Regions from separate parts of the Sus scrofa genome. Here regions 1 and 2 are each linked to region 3. A link is a contact called in public HiChIP or PLAC-seq data. All regions are on one chromosome and are shown on one strand. The core of a region is the stretch at or near the end of the contact, and the rest is flanking DNA. Distances in the headings are between cores, read along the strand shown.

Region 1 (2,886 bases), core at 97-2,596, 47 kb after region 3:
AAGTCTGCTTTCCGCCGCCCGCCCCCATCCCACCCCACTCCCTGCCACAGGGGGGCTCCCACCATTGGGTCTTGGGGTTAAGAGTGCTCTGCTCTTTCCTCTGGGCTCCTCTTCCAAGCTGCTGATGCCCTTTCTGAAGGGTTTGATGCTTTTGAAGTGTGGGCACGTGCAAGCAATGACAACAATGTCAGGACAGCTGCCAGCCAGCCAGCAATTCTGCCGTGCAACTTGACTTCAGAGATTTATCCATGTGAGAAATAAAGTGTCTGGGGAGGTCCCTGGTGGCTTAGTGGTTAAGGATCCAGCATCGTCACTGCTGTAGCTAGGGTTCGATCCCTGGCCTGGGAATTTCTGCATGCCATAGGCTGGGCCAAAAAAAAAAAAAAAAAAGAGGGAGTTCCCATCGTGGCGCAGTGGTTAACGAATCCGACTAGGAACCATGAGGTTGCGGGTTCGGTCCCTGCCCTTGCTCAGTGGGTTAACGATCCGGCGTTGCCGTGAGCTGTGGTGTAGGTTGCAGACGCGGCTCGGATCCCGCGTTGCTGTGGCTCTGGCATAGGCCGGTGGCTACAGCTCCGATTCAACCCCTAGCCTGGGAACCTCCATATGCCGAGGGAGCGGCCCAAGAAATAGCAACAACAACAACAACAAAAGACAAAAAGACAAAAAAAAAAAAAAAAAAAAGAATAATAATGAAAATAAAGTGGGAGTGAGTTTCTATTGTGGCTCAGTGGTAATGAGCCTGACTAGTATCCATGAGGACTTGGGTTTGATCCTTGGCCTAGATCAGTGGGTTAAGGATCTGGTATTACCATGAGCTGCGGTGTAGGTCGCAAATGTGGCTTGGGTCTGGCGTTGCTGTGGCTGTGGTGTAGGCCAGCAACTGTAGTTCCAATTTGACCCCTAGCCTGGGAACTTCCATATGCCGCAGGTGTGGCCCTCAACAAACAAACAAAAAACAAACAAACAACAAAAAAGTGGGAATCGATGAAACATGAATAATGTCTGGGCTTTACGCTGGCCGTGCTTCCAGCTGAGGCCTTGCACTATCTGTTGCAGCTGCTTGGATGTCCTTCTCTCTTCCCCGCTTTGCCCAGGTAACCCGGTCCTCCCAATCTCAGCTTCATGTCAGCCGCCCTCCCCCTGCCCTTCCTGATCATCCCCCTGCCGTCAAGCGCCCTCCCTGTCAATGCCTGTAGCACAGCTGCAGTGTTACATTGTGTGTGTGTGTGTGTGTGTGTGTGTGTGTGTGTGTGTGTGATTTGCATAGCTGCCTCCCCAGGGTACTGTGCACCCATGGGGGCAGGGACTATGTGGCTTTTTACCGCATCTCAGTACCCAGCACGGCGGCCCACACGGAGCCTCATAGTGAGCTGCGGGGTGTCCTCCTGGCCTCCTGGTTTGTCCATGAGGCATGTCTCTGGTCTCTGCATCAAACTGCTTCCCTCAGAGGCTGGATTCCAACCCGCTTTTTTTACAGACAGGAAAGAGAGACCTGTGAGGTCCCTAGCCCCCAGGCCAGATGTCCTGTCTCTGTCCAGTGTATAGAGAATAAGGGGGGGGTAGCCCCTCTGGTGAGGGCTCAGAGGGGGTCTGCTGCGGGGGGTGGCATCTCCCAGCTTCACGGGTTGGGAGGGTGTTTGGGATAAGTTTGAGGAGCAACAGAGGGAGAGGGGAGCCGGGCAGATCAGAAGAGGCAGGTGTGGGCACCTAGACGCACCATGTGAGGCCTGGAGCCCCTGCAAAGGCCCTGAAATGTACAAGGCCGAAGTGGCCCTCGCGGGTTTCAAGTTGGGCAAAGGAGGCCCAGGGAGGGGAAGGACTCACCTACCCTTGTCCATGGAGCCAGGAGAGCCGTGGGCCTTGCTCCTGGGGAGCCCTGACCCTACTGCTAATCCCTGGGCCAGCACTGTCGGAGATGCTGGGAGGATGTGGAGTGGTGGGGGCGGAGGCAGGGTGGCGAAGCAGGAGCCTGGGGGTGCACGGCCTGCCAGCACCCGGAAGGAGGAAGCTAGCTGCACAGGGTGTCTGTGGCTGGGGCCGGGATCCCCACCCGGGGACTTCCTCTTCCTCTCACGGCAGGTGCAGCTGCCACAACAGGACCAACACCCTGACCCCGTCATGGATGGGGGCAAGGGGCCCAGGATCAGAGACTTCCTCAGTGGGAGCCTGGCCACCTGGGTGAGGGGGCAGGGGGAGGGGGGCTGGGGAGGGGAAGTGAGCAGCTGGGAGGGGCTGGTGTGGGGGTGGGGAGGAGCGGGGCAGAGGGGGCCTGGAGGAGAGGGGTGGGCTCAACCGAGGATGGAGGGGCAGGGAAAGGGGTCCAGACCCCGGGCCACTGGCATTCAGGGAACTGGTGAGGAGGGGCTGCGTGGGCTCGGGGGCAGGTCAGAGGCTCTCGGGAGTCGCTCAGCTGGTGGAGGGCTCCCACCCAGGCCAGCTGACTCCTTTCTGTTCCCACAGGCGCTGGGACTGGCTGGGCTGGTGGGGGAGGCTGAGGAGCCAGAGGGGGAAGCAGAGGAGGAAGGAGATGGGCCCCTTTGTCCGGAGAAGAGGTTCTTGCGTCTCAGCGATGGGGCCCTGCTTCTCCGGGTGCTGGGCATCATGTAAGGGGCACAAGAGAATGACCCCGGCAGCTCCCTAGGGGTTTGAGGGAGGGGGCCTGGCATCCTGGTGGGAGGAGCCTGAGGGGCGGTGGGCAGAGCCTGGTTTAGGGGAGGCGGGTCCTGGATTTTCCCTCCCATCTATCACCTACCTGTGCCCACAGTGCCCCTAGCTCCCGAGGGGCCCTCGAATGACCAGAGGCCATGAGGGGCCCGTAGCCTGGCGGGTGTGGAACCTGAACCACCTGTGGAGCCGACTGAGGGACTTCTACCAGGTGAGGGA
Region 2 (3,201 bases), core at 23-2,522, 34 kb before region 3:
CTGCTGCAGAGGAGCCAGCCCTCTTTGCCCAGCAGACAGCGGCAGCTGCTCTGAGGAAGAAAACAGATCAGGCCCGTGCCAAGGCAAACTGCCCAATGGGGGGGCTAGGGGGGAGCTTCCTGTCTCTGCCCGTTGGACACCCTGGGTGCCAGACAGCTAGGACTGGGATCCTGGGCTGGGAACCCTGCAGATGTGTCTTCCCAACTTCCGGGCCCCCCATTTCAAAAAGAACACAGGTGGGGCCAGCTGTCCCAGCTCATCACAGCCCCTTCCCCTCCCCCAAACACCTGTCACAGCTTCCCGGGAGTGAGGAGGAAGTGAAGGGTGAGGGGTCACTGAGAAGGACCCAAGCCTGGTAAAAGGGAAACAAAGAGCCCATGCTTTGCTGAGGGAGGGGGTGCTTGCCACCCCTCCCCCCCAGGAAGCATCTCTCCTGTCTGGAGCCAGCTGCATTCCAGGGCTGGGCTAGGGTAGGCAGCACAGGACAAGCCCACTCCTCCACCCTGCCCCTCAGGGGCCTGAGTCACCATTTGAGCAAGGAAGGAGTCATGGGGTGGAGAACCAGACCGCAGAGAGTGGGCTAGCCTGCCCCCATGCCAAGAAGCTCCAGGTTAGCCCATTAGAATAGGAAACACCCGTACCCCCAGCAACCAGGCTGATGCCTTTTAATCAGTCTAGGCTAACAGGCAATAGGCAGACCTCCTTCCACTGCCAGCCAGGCTAGCTCGCCTCTCCTGTCCACTTCCCAGGCTATCCCTTGAGGCTTCTAAAGGACCCCAAGCTTGACCAGGTAGTGAGTGACATTAAAAGAGACAGCGTCTGAAGCAGCGGATAAGAAAGGAGTGACTTAGGTCAGACAAGAAAGCATACATTGGGGGCGGGGAGTCCGAGAGGAGGGGAGCGCACGCCCATTGACTCCCGGTGACAGGCGCGCTCAAGGTGGGGATCCCAGGCGGCCCGGATCAGGACCGATTTTAGGGTGTCGACGCAGGCTGGGGGACACACCTGGCAGTCGTAGAGGCGAGTGAGCTGCTCCAGGATCCACTCCTCCAGGTTGAGGCGCTTCCGTAGCTCCTTGCGGTCGTACTTGACCGTGACCTTCCCTTGGCGTCTCACTGGGCCCTCGTCGTCCGCGCCTCCCGGACCCTCGCCCGCTGCCCCAGGGGGGCTCTGAAAGTAGACGCGGGGCCCTGCGCCACCACTGCCCGGCCCCGGGGCCGGGGCCGCCAACGCCGCGCCCCCCGCGGGGCCGCTGTCCGCCATGGCGGCCGCCGGGGCCACGTGCGAGCGTCCGGCCCCTCCCTGCGCCGCCGCCTCCGGGACGCCCGCCGGCTGGCTCCGGGCCGCTGGCTCGGGTTAGGTCTCGAGCTCCACTCCGCGCAGCTCCGCGGCGAGGGCGGCGGCGGGGGTGCCCGGGGGCAGCTGCAGCATGCGGAGCCCCCGGGCCTGGCCTGGCCGCGCCCCGCCCCCTCCCCTCCGATCCGCCCGCCCTTTGTCCCCCGCGGCCGCCGCCCGAGCCGCCGCCGCCGAAGCAGCTTTCTCTGTCTCGATCGCTTCCCCCGCCCCCCGACCACACCCCCTTAAAGGGCCAGTCCTGAAGCGGGCCCCTCACCACTACCCCGCTCCGGGACAGGGGCTGGGGGAGGGTCTAGTCTCTAGAGATTTGGACCTAGCTGTCCGCTCACCCTTTTAACCTTCCTGCCCCTTTTAACCTTCCTGTACCAGGATTTGCACCCCTGCGGGGTCCCTACTGTACTGTCCTCATTGAAGCAAAAACAGGGGCCGTCTGAAAATGGGGGGCAGATAGTGAGCATCGCGCACAGGGCAGAGGTCCAAGGGAGAGACGTGGGAGCTCCCGACTTTTGGGTGCTCCGGCTCTTGGCCAACTGGGGGCAGAGTCGGACAGACACGTGGACCGGGTTCCCGGGGGTAGAGGAGTGGAGAAGGCGACAGGAGCTGCCCAGGTCACGGGACACCCTACTCGTCTGGGTTCTGCACCTCCCCACGAAGGAGGCCTGGGTTGGGGGTGAGCTGTGCCGGCCTGGTGACTCGAAGGTCCAGACCCCAGGCAGCCACCGCCCACCGGCCAAGATGGCGGGGAACGAATTATGGGAAATGTAGTTCACAGGGTTCGGCTCCGCATGTCTGCCCCTCCCCCGCGGCGGAACCGGGGCGGGGAAGCGCCGAACTCCTTTGCAGCGCCCCCCACCAGGGCTGGTGTCTTTCACAGGGCGCGGTCCCCCGCATCCAGCAACCTCTGTGTTTACAAGCTGCAGCGTAAAGAGCTGGAAATGGGGAGCCGGTACCAAAACAAAGATAGTAATAAACATGCTAATAAGAATTCCTACAGTTGGTTCCACATAGTCGGTTCCAGCATGAGGGCACCTTGCTCTCCTGAAGATCTTCGCCCTGTGACTTCTGTCCTTCAGATCTCACAGGCCCCTTACCTGGCCTTTATGCAGACCGTGCATCTCATCCCCACACCGGGTTGGATTGTCTATATCTTTGAATAGTCTCTCTCAGTCATTTGTTCATTGTCTGTCTCCCATATCTTGATTGTGAGCTCCATGAGGCTAGGATCTGCCTGGCCTTGTTTACTGCTGATGCCCATGACTGAGCGAGCCTGCTGGGCTTCACACCCACGCGTATCCAGCAAATCACCAGATTCTTGCTGAAATCTCAGCACCTAGAAGGGACTAGTGGTAAGTGTTTGATAACTACTAGTTGAACAAATGATCAAATGAAAGAATGAGTGTCTTCCTCTGTGCCTCCATTTCCTTTTAAGGCTGCGGCAAAGGTGAAATAAGAAAATTCATGAGGAGTTTTGTCGTGGCTCAGTGGAAACGAACCTGACTAGCGTCCATGAGGATGGGGGTTCGATCCCTGGCCTTGCCCAGTGGGTTAAGGATCTGGCATCGCTGTGAGCTGTGTTGTAGGTCGCAGACACGACTTGAATCTGGACTTGCTTGTGGCTGTGGCATAGGCTGGCGGCTGCAGCTCCAATTTGACCCCTAGCCTAGGAAGCTCCATGTGCCTGGAGTGTGGTCCTCAAAGGTGGAAAAAAAAAAAAGAGAGAAAGAAAGAAAGAAAAAAAGAAAATTCATGAAAGTTTCAATGACGGCACCGCAAACGTTAAGTCACACAGCCAGATAGACATGGAACTCAGCTCATGTACCCAGGTCCCCGGCACAAAGTCTAGAC
Region 3 (2,756 bases), core at 175-2,674:
CCTACTAGACTGTAGACACCACGAGGGCAAGGACTTCTTTTATCTGGTCCTCGATGTGCCCCTGGCGGCTGGGACAGCATGTAGCACACACTAAGCACCTGATACAGAGGGTGAGAAGGGACAGCTATGTAGGTGGTGGAAAGCTGTTCCAAGCAGAAAAACAGCAACTGCAAAGATCAGGAAGTTAAAGAAAGCCGGAGGAGTTCAGCCCCAGACAGCAGGCTGGGGCGGGGGCCTTAATAAGCCGTCCTGCTCCTGAAAAGGAGGAGGGCATGGTTTCAGCCTCAGCAGGCGAGGGACCCGCGCTTTGTTTTCGGAAGATCTCTGTGGTTGCTCCAGGTGCCAAGCCTTGGGCAAGGCACCGGGGAGGTGGGGACTACTGAGCAGTGGCCACTGCTGCCCTCCAGTGCTCATCCTTCCATCTCAGCGCTGGATCCTCTTCCTAGGGGGACCAGGACAGCCTAGGCCTCCCCAGTCCCACACAGACCTGCTGCCGGTAGGGCTGTCTGCTTCTTGGGGGTCACCCGGCCCTGGTAACTGAACATACCTGGGGGCTAGAAGTCCCAATCCAGGGGAAAGTGATAGCCTGGGGCAGGGCACTGTGGAGTCTCCTGGCCCAGCTATACCACAAGAAATGTGTGTGGCCTTAGGCAAGTCACTTCCCCTTTTGGGCTGCCTCTCAGGGATTCTGTCCTGGTCCTACACTAATAGTTACATACTTTGACCACTTACTAAGCATCAGCTCTATAATTAAGTGTCTCTTAGGTATTCCTGGTAATCCTGCCAACAACAGTAGTGACTAATTACTCCGATTTACAGAAGAGGAAACTAAGGTGCAGAGAGGTTAGGGACCCCCTCAAAGCCACCCAGTGAGGGGGGACGTGGCTGGGGTGCAGGGAGCTCCCAAGCCAGAGGCAAGGTGGACAGGCAGGTGGTTGTTGGGATGGGGGTGCCTACCTCCATGGTGGCTGCTGCTGGCCGGCTGCCCCTGCTGGTGACCAGCTTCCCCCAGGTGGCCTGGGGCCGTGCGCCAGGGCTTGCTGGGGCCTGGGGGTCTGTCCCTGTGGGGCTGGGGCCCAGGCCCCTGTCTGCAGGGCTGGAGTCTTCCTGCTCACTCTGCTCAAACTCTGGGATCTGGAACATGCTCTGGGCTGTAAGGGCAAGACGGCAGGTAGTTAGGACCCAGCTGTGGCAAAGGCTGGCCAGCTGGTTGGGGCACAGGTACCCCTGGCTCCCTCTCCCACCTCCAAGCCCCAGGTCCTCCCTGCCTCCCAGGCCCCCATCCCTCGGTTGAGTCTGGCCTGGTAGGAAGCTCAGCGTATCCACCCAAGATCTAAATCTCTCAGAGCTCTGAGGCTGCAGAGCAGCCCCAGGCCTCTACCCAGGCCTCGGGCCAGACCCGCCCCGTCGTCACGGCACACAGGTCTCACCCCAAGCCCGATCTCAAGGCCCCTAATTGGGGCCTGTCCCCTCCCTCTGGCACTAAAGGAGCCCAGCCCTAGTTGCCTGGGCAACGGCAACTGTCACTGACCCGGCCCAATCAGCTCTCGAAATGTCACTAGCTAGGTCAGCAGGCGGGGCCGCTACGGCTCCGGCCCCGCCCACCGCCTTCCTCCGGGGTCCCTGGTTCAGCTCCGGACTTCCTTATTCCTTGGGTGTGTGTGGAAGCAGATGAGGGATTTTCTGGGATGCCCATTTGGGGACCAGCTCCTACTGACAAGTCCTTCGGCTCCTCTGGGCCTTAGTCCCCACCCTTGTAAAATGCGGATAATGACACCTCCCTCAGGAGCCAGTGATCCTTGTAAACAGAGTGGTGATTACTGTGGGTGAAAACACAAGCCGTAATTGAAGCTCGGCCGTCGGATGCAACGGTTGTTGAGGTGTCACTGCTCCGTCTGAACCGGGTGATCGGCTCGGGAAGTCCCCCTTCCTCCTCCCCGCAGTGGAAAGCTCGCACCGCCCGCGTCAGGGGCGCCACTCCTCGCGCCAGCTCGGGAGCACTCGAGATAAGCGAGGGGGCCTCCACCCTGGCGGGATGACGTCCCCGGCGGAGAAATGGCCGGGGCCCCTGTGAGGGGGGACCATAGGACTGGCGGGGCCTTGCGCCTGGCAAGCGGCTGGCCAGGTGAGCGGGACCGCCGCCGGCCAGGGCGCGGGCGGGCGGGCTCGCGCGGGCTGCGGGGCCCCGGGGCCCCGCGGGTTAAGGCCCGGGGGCGGGTCCCGGAGGCCATCTTGGCTGCGGGCGGAAGTTTCCTTCAGAGCCCGGGTGAAGGGAAGTCGTTACCGCCCCAGGTCGGGCAGCAGGATGTCGATTTGGGGATGGAGAAGCGAAACATGGGAACTGGCGGCCCCCTAACCAGGCAAAGGCCGGTGGCCCGGGGCACGGCCCACCCGGGCGCCGGCCGGATGCGGCGTGGCCCGAGCGTCACGGCCGCCCGCCGCCTCTCGTAACCCCTGGCGCCCGCCGCCCGCGCAGCTCGCGCCAATTCTCGGAACAGCTCCGCGTCGGGTGCGGCGCGGGGCTGCGGAGCAGGGGCCAGACTCCTGAGCAATTTGCGTAGCGGACGGCGCCCGCGCAGGCGCAGGAGGGGGCGGAGCCGCGGGAGCCGGGGAGCCGGAGCCCCGGGTCCCAGCGACCGGAGCCCGCTCCTCCAGCGGCGGCTTGAAGATCCGGCGTCGGCCTCCTTCCGCCCCCTACGGCTGCAGAGTGGACGCAGTGTGGGGTGGTGCGGTGGGCCAGCGTCCGGAATTCCGAG

What was found. HiChIP or PLAC-seq counts read pairs in DNA pulled down with a chosen protein or histone mark.
Region 1: a contact with region 3 is called in an H3K27ac HiChIP or PLAC-seq map of alveolar macrophages. The contact joins the promoter of CCDC88B here to the promoter of BAD in region 3. A contact is called at or near these places in 1 of 5 promoter capture datasets (liver), 1 of 47 Hi-C or Micro-C datasets (embryonic fibroblasts) and 1 of 2 datasets of contacts at active chromatin or transcription factors (alveolar macrophages).
Region 2: an H3K27ac HiChIP or PLAC-seq map of skeletal muscle shows a contact between it and region 3. The contact joins the promoter of PPP1R14B here to the promoter of BAD in region 3. A contact is called at or near these places in 1 of 5 promoter capture datasets (fetal liver), 12 of 47 Hi-C or Micro-C datasets (brain, embryonic fibroblasts, fetal liver and 5 more) and 2 of 2 datasets of contacts at active chromatin or transcription factors (alveolar macrophages and skeletal muscle).

What each region holds. Positions count from the first base shown.
Region 1 is chr2:7,783,085-7,785,970 of Sscrofa11.1, reverse strand. CCDC88B (coiled-coil domain-containing protein 88B) reads left to right here and starts at 1,346. Exons shown (of 31, transcript XM_021082875.1): 1 at 1,346-2,181; 2 at 2,464-2,606; 3 at 2,768-2,781; 4 at 2,784-2,878. The coding sequence starts at 1,756. It overlaps LOC110259241 (a long non-coding RNA gene), which reads right to left and starts at 2,010. Exons shown (of 3, transcript XR_002341448.1): 1 at 1,832-2,010.
Region 2 is chr2:7,863,516-7,866,716 of Sscrofa11.1, reverse strand. PPP1R14B (protein phosphatase 1 regulatory inhibitor subunit 14B) reads right to left here and starts at 1,272. Exons shown (of 4, transcript NM_214115.1): 1 at 1,006-1,272. The coding sequence starts at 1,263.
Region 3 is chr2:7,829,860-7,832,615 of Sscrofa11.1, reverse strand. BAD (bcl2-associated agonist of cell death) reads right to left here and starts at 1,424. Exons shown (of 5, transcript XM_021082883.1): 1 at 1,245-1,424; 2 at 1,059-1,151; 3 at 958-1,056. The coding sequence starts at 1,143. It overlaps GPR137 (integral membrane protein GPR137), which reads left to right and starts at 1,606. Exons shown (of 8, transcript XM_003122592.6): 1 at 1,606-2,125.